Linked DNA regions of Sorghum bicolor: region 2 is linked to region 1. A link is a contact called in public HiCAR-type data. All regions are on one chromosome and are shown on one strand. The core of a region is the stretch at or near the end of the contact, and the rest is flanking DNA. Distances in the headings are between cores, read along the strand shown.

Region 1 (3,463 bases), core at 238-2,737:
TATACTATACCTAATACTAAAGAGATAAAATTTCAGCCCAAAATTTTCGTCTGGTCTGATTTTCTTCTGGCCTCTTTCTATTTCTAGACCAGCTTCGACTCGCCCACGTCTGAAATCCAAATCCAAAGCGGACTGTACTATTGTGAAGGCAGACGCCGAACCAAAACAAAAAAGGTGAAGAAGAAAAGAAATCAAATAAGGCTCCCATGAATCAAAGCAGAAACAAAAAAAACCAAATAAGAAGGCTCCCATGAATCGATCCATAAACAAAGAAATACGAAGAAATCAATTAAGAAGGCAGTAGATCTGTAGGGAGACGATGTAGATCCGCTGATCTTCTACCAGCGGCAGCACTCCTGCTGCATGTGGCGGCGGTGGTGCTTCTGCTCTGGCCTCCGGCGTCCTCTTGGGTAGGAGACGGGGGAGGAGCATGGAGGCTGGTGCCGCCCTCTGAGTTGCTGCGAACCGGCAGAGACGGAGCCATGAAGGGAGCGGAGTAACGGACAAGCTGCCGCAGCGTCGCACGCGAGAGGAGGGGCGGCACATCCACATGCGGAGAAACAATTCCGCAGGGTGAGGGTCTGGTGAAGGGTTGGGTGGATGGATAAGGTTTTGGATGGATAGATGAAGATGGACGGCCACAGGAGCTAGTGAATGGGGCTCCTCAAGGAACGGGTACAGGTATGGGGAATGCTCTCCCATCCCCGACCCGACGGGGATGGTTTTGGAGGTCGATGGTCTTCTCTCCATTGCCGCCGCTGTGGACGCGGAGGTTTCGAAACCCAAACCTCACAAGGCAGAGCGGAGGATGCGGGAGATCACCATCACATGCGGAGGACGACGGTGGCGGCGCTGCCGCTCTCCCCTCCCGCCGCTATTTATACACCTACCGACCGACCCACGAGCGTGCCATGTGAGCTGCTTCTGGAGAAGCAGTGCAAGGGAGCATCTGGATCCACGCCTCCTCTCCTCCGTGAATATGCTCGATTGACTTTGCTTGCTCGCTCCGGCAGCGGGCCTTCTCTCGCTTTTGGTTTTGGGGGAATAGACTGGCCATGCACCGGGGAGTGGCGGCCGATGCCTCTGCCTCTGCCTTGCTGGCAGCTCGGCGTCGCATTGGGCGCTGGCAGCTCTGCCTCGTTTGTATTTAATTAATTTATTATTATATTAATACAATAAAATAAAAAGTTTTCTGTTTTTATTTTATAAAAAAAATTGAAAGTCATCCATAAGGGTCGTATCCTTTTCGGCTTCCCGGGCGGTATAGGGAGCCCGGCTGCTCTATAAGGCCGCTCTCAGTTTCATGAGAGTAGAGAAAATTTTATAAAAGTGAAAAAATTTTACACTGTTTGTAAAATATAAATGCGTTGAAAACTGGGTCATGAACCTCCACCTAAATTAAACAAGTGTTCAGTCGATCTGCCCTCTCGTCTGTATGCTGCGCGCGTGACTCGAGGAGAGTTGATCCTGAATCGGAGTGCACTTGCCGGGGGTGGAATCCGTCGCCGCGGAATCTTGGCAGCCAAGGCAAAAGCGACGGCGACGGCTAAGGCCATCCTCAATGGGAGTTTCATGACACAGTTTTCAACACATCAATATTTTGGAAACTGTGCATAAGAGTTTCATGGGGATGAAACTCTCTCTACTCCCATGAAACTCTTATCATCTCTCTCTTCATTAATATAGTGCCACATCAGCATATTTAATGTGCATGAAACTCTAATGAAACCCCATTGAGACTTGCCTAATAAAGAAGTCGGCGAGGCCGGGCGCACCAGAAGGGATGATGGGTGGGTACGCGGCGACACGGGCGTCTTTTGCGCAGACAGAAGCGAGAGCGGGCAGGTGGAATCAGCTGCCTGCGGGTGCGTGCCGGCGGCGCGCGGCGCCCACGCCAACGAGGCGCATCGTCGTCGGAGGCGGGAGGCGGTTGGGAATGTGGGGCCGCCGCCGCGTATCGCGTCGCTGTGGTCCAAACAACCACCTTTGATGGATCATCGATGCATGGATGCATGGTGGGAATGGGAGCTGATCGGCTCCCGGACGGGATCGCGGCCAGGTGCGTCCAGTCGAGTGGGAGCGGCCGTCGGTCGCGAGGCAAACTCAGCGAGGTTTCTGGGAAGCTGTCACCTATAAAAAAAAAATCGTTTTGAACAAAGTTTAGATTAAACATTGAGAATATAAATCATGAATAAATTTTACGATGTTGAATTTGGAAATGTGAAAACCATATGAATAGATTTGTCTTGAAAAATAATTTCATAAAAGTATACATATACCACTTTTTTGTAAAATATTTTTTTATAAAAATAAAAAGTCAAAGTTAGGCTTTAAAGACCTTATAGTTGTCCTAAACAACTAAACAACTTTCTTTATTGGTGTGGATGGAGTATATACCTACTATCCTGGAACGCGAGAAAACAACGATCGTCCAATCCATGCATGAATCACATATTATGGCCTTGTTTAGTTGTCAAAATAAAAAGTTTTCGGCCACTGTAGCACTTTCGTTTGTTTGTGGTAAATATTGTTCAAATATAGACTAACTAGACTCAAAAGATTCATCTCGCGATTTAGGCCCCGTTTGGCACGGCTTCTCCAGTGGCTTCACGAGCCGTTTGGAGCCGTTTTGTGCCAAACGGGATAAAATAGAATGGCTCCACCAATGAAGCCCCTAAAAATATGCTCTTACAGAGCTTTAGGGTGTGAAGGAGCCAAAAATAGTGGCTTCTCCCGGCTTCACCTCATCCTACCTGGCGTTCTGTGAGAGCACATTTTAAGAAAAGAGTTGTTTTGCTAAATGGTTTACCAAAATGGCTCCAGCTCCACCGATAGAGCTGTTCATGAAGCTAAAGCCCAAAAAACAGCTTCACTAGTTAAGTGGACCCGTGCCAAACAGGGCCTTACAGGCAAACTTTGTAATTAGTTTTTATTTTTGACTATATTTAATGCTCTATGCATATGCCGCAAGATTCGATATGACGGAGAATCTTGAAAAGTTTTTGGTGTTTTTGGAATGAACTAAACAAGCCCTATGATTTACAGTACAGTTTCACCAGTTTGCATGTTAGACGGAATAATCATGTGCTCCCTCCTCAAATCATCATACTAGCTAGACTAGATCGTTTGTGACGCTTCTTCGTCCATCCCCATAAAACAAAACCTTAGGGCTAATTTGAAAACTTGAATCCCTGACTTTTTCCAGGCTAGAAAATTAAGCTATGGGAAAATTTTGAATGATTATTTAGTTTTTCATGGAGAAGTTTTGTATTCCTAGGTGTGTCTCCCCTTGCTTCCAAACTAGCCCTTATAGAGATTCAAATAATAGATATCCCACAAAGGAAGACATTCTATCATCAATATATATATGTTTAGTATGGTATCGACATATATTGTTTAGTTCGTCACACACTGTTCAAATTATTCTTTTGATGGATATATCTAAGTTCTTTGCTTCACCACT
Region 2 (3,564 bases), core at 680-3,179, 76 kb before region 1:
CTAGGTTTAGAATAAATAATTAAATATGTTTTAGGTCCATGAGACAATTGTTTCCTGCTAAAAGAAAAAAAATGTTCCAGCTTCACACAAAATTCCTCCATCTTCATCAAAAATTTGTTAACTGTTCATGGGGCACTGTGCTAGTCAAACTACCTCTCTATCTCGAAAAGAATACAATTCTACCATGCATGCTCTCTCTCTCTCTCTTAGTGAAATTATCTAAAGTGTGAGAAAATTTATACTAGAAAAAGTAAATACTTATGACACCAAATAGCTACACATGAAAATACATTCAATGCAGATAATAGAAAGACTAAAGGTGTAAAATTAATATAGATCCCGTTGAATATCAATTGTGAATGATTAAACGAAAAAGGAGGCACCGTTTTTCAACCAACTGAGCTAGCATGGTTTCGTCTAACAAACTAGTAAAGCTGCATATCATATTACTACGGAGTACATATGCGATTCATGCATGCATGGGGTCGATCGCTGTTTCCTTGCGTTCCAGAAAAAAAAAGGTAATTTACGACGTGGACTCTCTAGCTCGTTCTTATGCATTCTTTTTTTTTCCCAACCTCCTCCTATATGCACCCAATTATACGTAAAATGTGCTGTGCCACTGGCAAAATCACATGCTGCGATGTTCCTGCACCGTTCACCGGCACGATGAATGACTAACGACATCTTGTTTTTTTTGGACTTATGAGCCAAATCTCTCAGTTACTCCCTCCATACCTGTCGTTTTAGCCTCTTAGCCCGTTCTCTCAAAAGATGACGCTGTGCACAGTTTCAAACCGTCGATCTCCAACCTTAAACCACAGAGAACTAGCCAATCAAGCTATGCAACGTCGTTGTAAAAGTAACACCTGCGGTGTTATTTAATAAGGTCAAAGGAGGAAAAAATACCCTCTAATTAATCACTCCTTGGTAAGCACAACCATGTTCTAAAACGTCAACTAATTTAGGTACGAAGGGAGTATTTAACAAACAGTACGTTTTGCTATAGCAGCCAAACAAACAAGGCCGAAACACCGGGCAGCTTCCAAGAAACCTCCCTGCGCTTGCCTCGCGACCTGCATCCCACTCGATGAGCTCGACGCACCTGGCCGCGATCCCGTCCGGAGACGATCGAGCCAACTCCCAAGTCGTCCCAGATCCATGCATCCCCAAATTCACAGGTTGTTGGACCACAGCTTGTGCCTGCGCAAAAGACGGCCGCCGCCTGGCCTCGCGATCGTGTCGCCGCGTAACCACCGAGATCTCATCCATGCATCCTGGTGCCTCGCCGATCGACAGTTTTTAATTAATTACCCCCGACGACGAACCCTTTCGATCGGCTTCTCGTCGTCGCATGCAGTCGCCATCGCCATCGATCGCTTAATATAATCTGCCTTGGCCGCCAAGATTCCGCAGGGACGGATTCATTATTCCGCCCCCGCCGAGTGCACTCCGATTCATGCCCGCCTCGTTGAGTTCTAAAAATTTTCCAAAATTTTATATTACATCAAATTTTTAGACGGATACATAGGATATTAAATATATATAAAATAAATAACTAATTACACAGTTTATCTATAATTTGTGAGACGAATTTTTCGAATCTAGTTAGTTAGTCCATAGTTAAATATACAAACGAAAGTAATACAGTAGCTAAATCGAAAAAATTTCACCAACTAAACAAGACCTCGGATCGACTCTCTCCCGAGTCATGCACGCACCCACACAGCAGGAGAGGAGATGGGAAACTCTCCACACTTTTTGTTTACAACGGCCGGGCTAATGAGCTGATCAGCTATAGGTTTTCAGGAACGGAATTCTCTATGCCAACTACTTGCTCATCGGTGAAACCAAGACTAGAGATGAGGAGTCCAGTGGGGAGCCTACCTAGCTAGCCTGTCGCCATCGTCGTCTCACTCGCCAATCGGCATCCAGACACGCACGCAGTGGCGTAGAGCATTGCGAAAGCTGCATGACTCGAGCGGTTCCCCGCATATGCATGACAGCCGTGACTTTTTAAGACAAACAAACATGTTTGGTTTAGGTGTGGAGAAAAACTGAGTTCCTTGTGTAATTAAGCACCAGCTATCGGTTTAGCGACACGAGATAGTATTGTGTAGGCGACGGTTTTATTTGGTTATTCATCTATAATTATTGCCGACTGGTCCTTGATGGAGACTTAGAGAGAGGTTAGTACAATAGGATACATTCATACATCAATGATTGTGCTTTTTTTTTAAGATCTGCGGCACTCAACTTGTTGGTGTTTGTGGGGGTAGATAGATGCATATACGTATAGTATGCCTGAGCGAGAAGACACAAAGTTTGCACGCAAAACAACAGAAACCATCAACTAGGGTGGTTCAGATCTCGTGCATGCATGACTGGAGGGAGTACTATTAGATCACTACTTATTGGTTAAACCGTGAGAGATACGAGAGAATCAGGCTGCCTTTGCAGCAGTGAATTACTACTCCCTCCTTTCAGAAAAAAATGGTATTATTAGATTAATCATAACACATATTTCCGTAATAAATTTGTTTGGATACATAAATGCTAATAATATTTACTATAAATTTAGTCAGACTTAAGCAAACTTAACTGATACGGATCCCATAATTGCATTCTTTTGTGCACGGAGGACGAAGTAATCATAAACTTCCTCCATATCCCTCAATAAATCATATCCTAAAATCAGTGCCAGTTAAGCCTGACTAATTTTATAGAAAAGAATAACAACATTTATAACATAAAATGAACATCTTATGAAAATATATTTTATATAAATATAATAATATTAATTTGATACCATTTTTCTATAAATTCGATCAAAGTTTAAAAATTTTGACTTCGGATAACTCTATGAATTGATTCTTTTAGAGACAGATGAAGTAGCTAGCTAGGAAAAAAGGAGACACAACAATTTGCATGTTGCAACATTGTTAATTTCTTTTGCAAAACAAAGCACGCGCCGGTGACAACGGATTCCACCATCGCTAAGTGGATTATGATTCATGATACAACTAAAGAACTACTCATAGTTTTTATTTATCTCTCATCGCGTGTCCGCCCACCTTTGCATCCATCCAATCCATGCACCTCTCTCTCTCTCTCTGCCCGTGCCCGGGACCATCAGCAAGCAACTAGCATTGCTGACAGCATCGAACGAGTAATTAAGTCTGAGGTTGTAAATGGAGCCACGTCTACCAGCGAGATCAGTTTAGCGGCTTCGATCTCCAGTCCTCCTGCTCCTGTAACCTGTACTGTATACACGTCTATGTAGCAGGAGGGTGCTGGAAACAGCTGGGTTTACGAAACAACAATGGGTACTGTCATCTAATCGAGAAAGTAAACAGTCAATAAGAGCAGTTTTAGTGGGGTTTCACCAGGATGTTATGCACATTTATTAGAGCGCCTATCAGCAAATCTACACTTTTTGCATGAAACGAAGAGGAGAGAGAAGGAAGTAGTTTCACCATGGTGAAACTCCGTGGGCGTTGTTTTCCACGCGGTGAAACGGGATGAAATCCCCACTGAGGACTAAATCATTTCATCATCTTGCAT

Evidence for each region. HiCAR-type assays count read pairs that join an accessible place to other places.
Region 2: a HiCAR-type map of leaf shows a contact between it and region 1, with 5 times the contacts expected there. The contact joins two enhancer-like sites. A contact is called at or near these places in 1 of 4 Hi-C or Micro-C datasets (leaf) and 1 of 1 datasets of contacts at active chromatin or transcription factors (leaf).

The regions. Positions count from the first base shown.
Region 1 is chr5:7,130,840-7,134,302 of Sorghum_bicolor_NCBIv3, reverse strand. No RefSeq gene overlaps it. Among protein-coding and RNA genes, the nearest start is that of LOC8079741, 17 kb to the right of the region's middle. Within about 2 kb of position 1,487, at least 5 of the 5 cell types and tissues checked have open chromatin away from gene starts, as enhancers often do. A contact at or near this core is called in leaf, where this site is marked.
Region 2 is chr5:7,207,531-7,211,094 of Sorghum_bicolor_NCBIv3, reverse strand. No RefSeq gene overlaps it. Among protein-coding and RNA genes, the nearest start is that of LOC8079742, 22 kb to the right of the region's middle. Within about 2 kb of position 1,929, at least 4 of the 5 cell types and tissues checked have open chromatin away from gene starts, as enhancers often do. A contact at or near this core is called in leaf, where this site is marked.